Linked DNA regions of Zea mays: region 2 is linked to region 1. Evidence: chromatin contacts called from public Hi-C data. All regions are on one chromosome and are shown on one strand. The core of a region is the stretch at or near the end of the contact, and the rest is flanking DNA. Distances in the headings are between cores, read along the strand shown. Region 1 has its middle 8.8 kb from the start of LOC103641085. Region 2 has its middle 240 kb from the start of LOC103641085.

What was found. Hi-C and Micro-C count contacts between places; a contact is called where the count stands out from the background.
Region 2: a Hi-C map of bundle sheath shows a contact between it and region 1, with 3 times the contacts expected there. The contact joins two enhancer-like sites. A contact is called at or near these places in 6 of 25 Hi-C or Micro-C datasets (bundle sheath, ear, leaf and 1 more).

Annotation. Positions count from the first base shown.
Region 1 is chr10:53,704,304-53,708,761 of Zm-B73-REFERENCE-NAM-5.0, reverse strand. No RefSeq gene overlaps it. Among protein-coding and RNA genes, the nearest start is that of LOC103641085, 8.8 kb to the right of the region's middle. Within about 2 kb of position 3,036, at least 10 of the 20 cell types and tissues checked have an H3K27ac peak or open chromatin away from gene starts, as enhancers often do. A contact at or near this core is called in bundle sheath and leaf, where this site is marked.
Region 2 is chr10:53,934,434-53,938,397 of Zm-B73-REFERENCE-NAM-5.0, reverse strand. No RefSeq gene overlaps it. Among protein-coding and RNA genes, the nearest start is that of LOC103641085, 240 kb to the right of the region's middle. Within about 2 kb of position 1,812, at least 16 of the 20 cell types and tissues checked have an H3K27ac peak or open chromatin away from gene starts, as enhancers often do. A contact at or near this core is called in bundle sheath and leaf, where this site is marked.

The DNA.
Region 1 (4,458 bases), core at 1,787-4,286:
ATGACATCTCAATATAACCGAATTGAAGCAATTCTTCGTAGATAGATCAAATTTGGCGGGATCAAAAGTAAATGTAACATCGCCTTGCCAATTCTTGTGAATGGCTTAAGAGAAGGACAAGCAGTCGATTTAGTACATGCTAACCAAACAAATTCAGCCACATTGGACTCATTACTTTCATCATCTAATCTATTAGAATAACTTACTATAACATGCATATTTAGATGATTTGGTCTATGAACTTCATGAGATTTTTTTAAACAAGACTCGACCGTGATGACCTTTTTCTACAATTGATTAAAATTAAAAACTCTTAATATTCATATTTTTCTTTAATACTAGAGCACAAATCATTAAAAGATAAGTTGGTTAATCCCTTTTAGAGATCAATAAAGGAAAACATTTGTTCTTAATATATCTATAGTGTTTAACAGAATCAAATAATGATCCATCATGCCCTTGAGGAACCGACGTAAGATGTGATAATCTTATTTCATGGACTCTAGCATAAAAGTGCTTGTGAAAATTTTCTTCTAAGGCCTAATTCGGCAGCTTGGGAAATTTTCATGGGCTGGTTTTTTTCCACACATGGATTGGGTGAATCCAAGCCTTTCACCTAATCCCTTGTGGGATTAAATCCCTAAACCCAAACAACCAATATTGTTCGTTTATTCCATATGGATTATATCCTAAAACCCAATCAACTATGTTTGTTCGTTTATTCCATGTGAATTAAATCCCAAACTTGAAAACCAACAAAAGCTAATAAAACCCAACGAAGTTTAAACATAGAAAATACAATTCTATCTCTCATGAAATTAATTAAACATGCATGTCATATGATTCTCAATACATAATGTTTTTTAAAAAATGAACATATTTTTATATCCAGATCAAATAAAAAACAAACATCAACATAACTCAACATCCAATTATCAGATTTTTATCAAACAATTGCTTTCAAACTCTACCAAGCCTAATGATGTATCAACTGGCATGACATGACTTGAATTTCTCTCTCTTGTCCTTGGACCCTGGAACACCATGAGACAAATGAATGAATATGAACAATAAACCAAAACAAACTGCAATAAAAAATGTGAGGCAATAACACAACAATAGATGGACAAGTAATATAATAGGCATTGCTGCTAATTTCCAAGTGTACATGCAGCATTAGAAAACAGAAACAATCATTGTGGTTAATAAGTGCAAATGTTTTTTTCATGCTCAGCATTTGATTGTCATGCAATTCAAAATCAACATTTGGTTGTCATGCAATCTTTTTCTTGCTATTGCACCATTTCCATGACAACGATCTAGTAATAAATTTTGAATTTTTTTGGAGTCTCTAGAGACTAGGTTATAACAGTAGATGATATAATATTAACAAAATTGACATATGAAGTCAATGTAAATATTTTTTCCAAAGTTTACATTTTACTTGATAAAGTCAATAGTACGTTGGTTTCAGTAATCTCATTTTATCTAATTGATTGAATATGTTATAGAGAATGCATCCATCCCCATATTCCTCAGCTGGATATAGTTGGTTACTCTGTAAGCCTTACAAACATATATGCCTCAGAGAGGATGAGCAATTGGGTAGTTCATTTTCTGGCTGGTGGCTTCCAATTGCCAAGCATAAGATGTATGGAAGAGAGTGTAGCAGAATGGACTGAGTACAAGATTACAGTTGTATACAAGAAATTGTCATCATATTATTCTAAAAAAATATTAGTTTATTAGACTACTGAGGGTACCCAGATGAGACAAGAAAAGTGTTGGCTTCAAGACAGTATTGCCCTCCATCTAGATGAAAAATATGAGCAGAGAAATATAAGTGCATAAATATCATTGGAACCCCGACTTCAAGCTTCCTTTGAAGCCGAGCAACAATGCTAATGTTATGAGGACAGGGGGTCAGCAATACCTAGGGGCCTCGGAGTCCTGCTGCTTCTTCCCGCCACCGTTCCGCTGGCACTTGTCCTTGATCCATTGGAACCCCTGAGATGTTCCATCTTTCACCTTCCTCATGCTGGTGGTCACGATCGCCTTGGTCTTCTGCCCCACGTCGTCTGCCGACGGAAATCAGAAAGGGAACCTATCGATTCGAAAAGGAAACCATGAGGCGCTCATGGCCTCCGCCGACCGTGGCCCCCGACCGGCCCACCGCCTGCACCCATGGCCCCTCCCACATTCCCGTTGGTGGATCCGGAGCCACCACCAGTACCATGAACATCAGGACCAAGAAAGAAATGGCTCTAGTTCAAGAACCCTAGTAAAATTGAGAAGGACCAACCAGAGAGAAGCTTGCCGATGCAGTAGAGTTTGCTAGCGGTGGGGACGATGTTGTCGTCGCCGCTGGCGCACAACAGCACCTCGTCTCCCGCTTGCGCCACCGCCGCTCAGCAGCATCTCGTCTCTCGCTTGCGTCATCGCCGCTCTCCTTTGTGTCGCCCGCTTCGGATTTGTTTCCAGGCCCTTCCGGTCCTGGCTCCAATCCAGTACCTTCTCTAGCCAAAAAAATTCCAAACCTATAGGCTAGAATCCTAGTGGGCTTAACCGAACATAAAAAAAAATTAGAAACCGGGATTTCTACCGGGGTCGGATTTCAACCTGGATTGCTCCACAATCCAGACCCAATCCGCCTAGTTGGGCACAACTGAACAGAGCCTAACTGGGTGCATGAACCAAAAAAACAATCAGTTAATATTAAAACCATATAAGGGTTGTATCATTAAAAGATAAAAGGGAAAACACACAATCATAAATTTTATAGTACTAATTTCTCCTATTTATGCGTTGGGAGAGGTCAACCTCTCGCCTTCGAGTTTTTTTCTAAGAAAAATAAATGAGCACGGTGGTAGAGGAGCAATAAAATTACTACTTCGATATTCCTACAATGGCATCAGCATCAATTTGGGACAGCTGGGAAGCAGAAGGGGAGTGAGTGAATGCATAAAGCGACTCATGGAAAAGGTGCCAAAGACAAGAGGACAAACGGTCTCCGTCATAGATGGAAGATCAGAGGGCCCTGATTAATGGTTCTATTAATTAGGTGGTGGATAGGATGACGGCCTACCACACATTACATACTAGCACACAGTTGCTGATAGATGTTCTTGGTGCTGTACTTGATGATTAGACTTCATATTAAGCCCTAACTAGATAATGTGGAGGGTGAGAGGCGCCACCAATATATAATGTATAGACTATGGCCAGCTGCGGACCTAGAATTTTTATTTAGGATGTGCCGAAACAATTTTTTTATATACACTTCTATCAAAATCTAATATATATCTATTTGCTTCTTCATATTTCAGCCATTAAAACTAAATACTGAATCAACAATTAACAAAACAAAAATCAGCAATAAAATATATATTGCATTATAGATTAACCATTATATATTTACACTCAAAGCTAACAGTTAAGCCGCTAGGCTTTACAATTCACAATAAAAACCTTGGGAATGGGGAATTGGGTATCAACATCCCCTTGACCGCCACAAGATGAGACATCGGGCGTGTGGCCGGCTGACCGCTGGAAGGTCCGACGCAGCCGCATAGGGATGGCTGGCTGGGCACGGTGACAACACATTTTGACGGCGCGCTAGGGCCCAGGAAGGCGGCGACTGTCGCTAAGGCCAGGGGCGACGATGGGCGCTAGGGTCCAGGGAGCGAGCTGTGGGGTGGCGTTGACTGTCTCCTGCTTGTTTGTGGCTCCATGCTCATGGAGGATTGGAGATTGAAGATGAAGCAACGAGTCTAATGCCCATGAAGTCTAGACTCTAGAACGGACGATTAGGGAGGGGTCTGGGTGGGCCTGCCTTAGGGTGTGTCGTGGTCCACCTGGACCCCCTTGGGTCCGCCCCTGACTATGGCCCATTTGTTTCGCCTTTAGCATTGTATTTTTTTCTAAAGTTAAGCTATTGAAGAAATAAACATGGCAACTAAAAATTAGTTGTGTTAAAGTTTAGCACCTTTTAGCACTTTAGATCCACTAAATATGTTAAACTGTGTTAAAAGTGGTCCTAACACCATTTCCCTCTCCTCCACCCATACACACCTTTCTCTCTCCAAGCACGGGCCACTAGCTTTTGCATAGCTAGTATCGTCACTCGTTTATTGCACACCGCATTATTAGAAGTAATATACTAAAGTTTAGTACTTGTATCCAAACAGTTCTCAAATGCTAAAGTTTAGTCCTATAGCCCTGCTTGGTTGGATTTTTTAGCTTCTGGCCACCAAAAGCTGTTGCAGACTGTCAAACGCTTTATCTTTTCAGCCTGCTTCTATAAAAATCGTTTTAATAAAAACTGTCCAAAATCAACATGAACACAAAATCGGTCAAGTCGTCACGATAGTAGAAATTCATCGCTTTCTAGATCCCGTAGCCTTTGTACCACTTCATCTTCCTCCGCATGTAGTCCACACTATACTGAGATTCTTTCCA
Region 2 (3,964 bases), core at 563-3,062, 230 kb before region 1:
TCGGGCGGAAGCTCGACACTGGAGACGGAGAGGAGCGTTCAAGAGTAGCCGAAAGCGGAGCACCACTTGCACGTAGAGAAGGCCAGCGACTCTTTACGGAGTTACTCGTTCGTGGTTTTTGGCCCTCGTGTGGGCTACCCTTTACGTAGGGATACCAACGAGGATTAGTCGGGACCTTGCGTGGTTCCGGATACCTCGGTAAAAATACCGGTGTCATCCACAAGAGTATGCTTTCTCTACTAGCTCTTTACCTTCCGTATTTATTTTAAGTACTGAAGTTTCAATATCTCCTTTCTAGTTACAATATTTATGATTGGAATTGAAACTTTAGTTTTGCGGTAGAGATAGCAATAATTAGACAAAACCTTGTTTGCATATTCTAGATTTTTTGTTTATATATGTTTTGTTCTAGTGATTCATTGCGGGCAACGGGCGGTTCAGTCCCATTAATTGAGTGTGGTTGGTGGGGTTGTTTCCTGGTCCGATTGACTTCTCTAGTGTAGTAACTCGTTAATAGTTAGGCTAGTTTGGTGCGGCTTAATAGCTGGGCTAGTTTGGTTGGACGTTTTCGTCGAGTTGGTGGCTAATAAGGTCCATCATCCATAAGTAGCACTTAGGGCTAGTTTGAGAGTCACAAAACCAAAGGAGATTGGAGGGACTAGAATTCCCTTCTTATTTAAATTTAAATAAGAAGGAGATTGTAGTCCCTTCAACTCATCCGGTTTTGTGGCTCCCAAACTAGACCTTAGGTGTTAAAATAAAAAACAAACAAAGCTAAAAGTTCATCACGATGCTGCGGTACAAGTAACCATATTGGTTAGTCCAACTATTTCTTGTCGGCAGCGGGCAGCTAGCTAGTGGATTATTCTCCGGTTTATTCCACGCGTATCATGAGCATGCTGGCGCAAACAATTCAATTGGGTAGGGGCGGGGGCTGCATCTGTACCATACTTGAGTGTGTGTTGGACAAATAAACATTTTTTTTGAACCACCAAATTTAAGATCAATGGCTCAGATGACTACACAACGAATAGACTGCTGGCTTCTAATTATATTGTTACTACTACATACGATCTTTACTAAAAGAAAAATATATGAAAATGATTTTATTGTCGACTCACTTATGTGATTGGTTACTGTTTGGGGCATGTGTGTTGGAGATCTGTCACAAGCTATACAATTTTCACAATGTTTACATGAATTCAAGAGTAGAGTTCTTAGTTGTTTTTAGAAAGCTCTTAATTTTCATACATCAGTTAATTTTCACCAGAAGCTAATCAAATCAATCAGGAGCTAATAAGCAACAATAATGGTCCAGCTCCGTTGGGCATTATTGCTAACTCCTTAAGCAATTCATCAGAGCCAATTGCTGCTTGAGTATGCATTCCTTTTGCTGCGCATAGTGCTTGTGCCTTTGCCTAGTTGTAAGTCATGGTCGAAGCAACAAAAATAAAATAGAATAAAAAAGTCACCTCCACCTTTGACAAAAGATGAAAAAAGGTGGCAACAAGGAAAAGCGGCTCCTTTGGCAGGATGCCCAAATAAGTAGAACTCCTTTGGCACCTAAATGGACTCCACTCACACTCACCACTCAGTGTGAGTGGACTGGTTTCTTTTGAGGAGAATTGCCCTTGGGAATTTGATTCATCAGTAAGGGTAGGGGATGCCAATCACTCTCCTGGAAGGTCTTAAAGTGTTGCTCAAAAGGCCAGGGACAATGGAGTAGAAAGTGCATGTAGTGGGAGGTGTGCTTTCCAAAAGGCTGGGCTGCTGTGCTCTCCCACTAAAAAGCTCCTTTTGGATACCTCCAAACAGATGCACATCACCTAGAAGGCACAGAAAGTTGTACTGCTACTCCTGTTTACAGTAGAATGCAGTACTAGTAGCCATCTTTTATAGCATGAAAAACGTGAGCAGATTCAGTTAGGGCAAGTAGGCAGTCATGCCTAACTGCTTTTCTTGAGTTTGCTCCACTGATGACATGCACTGCCTTATCTTCTTGCCTGTAAAAGGAACTTCAACCAAAGTTTTCACAAGTGAAAAGTTGCTGCTGGAAAGCCTGATCCGAAGTGAAAGGTGGAAAGCAGAAAGCACCATCATCTGACAGATAATTCTCCTGGAGTGTTCACAGGGACATGTCGTTCCCTAATTGCAGGGAAAAATGATGTGTGTGACTGCTTTCGTCTTTTCTTTCAGTAACAACCTGCGTGACTTGAGTCCAACCATATACCCATGACAAGAAAAATATGATACTACATGCAAGCGGCAACTTCATTCGTGGAACCCTGAATGAAATCCATTTTGGAGAAAAGGTGGCCAATAAGCGATGTACACCTTGTGGTGAGAGTTTTTTTCCCCTCCTAGTTACAGGCGTAAATATATATAAGAATAAATCAGTATCAGATATGCATGGTATTCAGTGACTAACCTTAAAATAGTCTATGTAGCCCATATATAAATATAATAGTGATAATTAATCAATAGCCATCATTTTCAGTAGTTATATCGCAGCTGTACCTGTGGTCCTGGAGTCTTAAAACCTGTCCAACCTCATTCAAGCTCGAACTGAACTTCAGTTTTAATTACTATAGTACAACATTTTTTCTTACTTGTACCACTTAAGTCCATGCATGAATTAGGCAACAGAGAAGAAAAAGACCGTAGGGATGTGGATCCATGTAGCAAATTTGAAGAGGCTTTAAATGTAAGAACATGAACTAATTAAGTGAACAATTCGATATTATTGGCCCACTTCATCTTTTTGTTTATGTCACTGAATCTAGACAGGATAGTCATCCATAAGTAGCATAGATAAGTATAGAAATTATGGACATACCACCAAACAAAACTGAACTTTCAAGACCAACACAACTGATAACTGAATGTTTTTAGAACCAATATTTTGTTTAGTTGTCATTTTACGGATAGCTATTGAGAGCACTGCATTGCAAAGAAGTACTGCTCTGTCTGTATCTAGAAGAGAAGTAAAAGCTAGTTAGTGATAAACCTGATGACCATCCAAACCAAATTAGCGAGGCTTTTGAATAATCTGAAGTCCGTGCATGTGTCCATGCGAACAAGTGAGCCTAACCTTTGCACTGCCCAGGTGGGCACCCCTTTGCGTTGTAGTGATGGATGCTGGACAAACTTTCTAAGGGAATAAATAAGGGAGACATGGAAAGGATTGGCTCTTTTCATTTGCTCACTGCTCCATCCCTGCCTGCACGGACTGCACAGTGGTGGGGACGAATGGGATGGGAGTGGCAGCATTTGTAAATTTGAGGAAGGCATCAATTGTGTAAGCTAACAAAGCCGTCAAAAAGTTGAGACACCCCACGTCCCACACACACTGTTTCTCTTGTCCCTCTCCAATTTGCAACAGTATGTACTGTACTTGGATGAGCAAAAAATTATCAATTTCTGTTAGAAAATACCCCATCTGTTGTAAATTATATGGCATTTTTAAACTAATAGATACAAAGTTTTTTAATATCTTAGACATAACATATATCTAGGTGCATAATAAAAACTATGAATCTAGAAAAAAATAAAATGTCTTATTATTTGGAGCATATGGAGAAGACATCAAAAATTTTTTTTGGTTGAATAAACATACATAGCAAGAAAAACTATAGCCCAGGCTTAATTTCATCCATGAACTTTTCAAGGCTGTTGACAGATACATAGCAACAAAAACTCTCCGCCTCTGCAACAACTAGCAATATGGTGCTGTTTAATACTGCACCATTCACCCCACTAATAGGTCTAAATAAACATTAAAGCCCATTAGCAAATAAAGGCATGGGTCTTTAAGATTAATTTGGATTTTTGCACCTGAATTTTAGATTCATAATAAATTTTCCTGATAACATTACTATTTTTGTAATTTATTTTTTTGGGATTAGAATAATTCTAGAAACATTAGAATTACAATTTGAGGTTGGAAAATACTCCGAAAGATCAA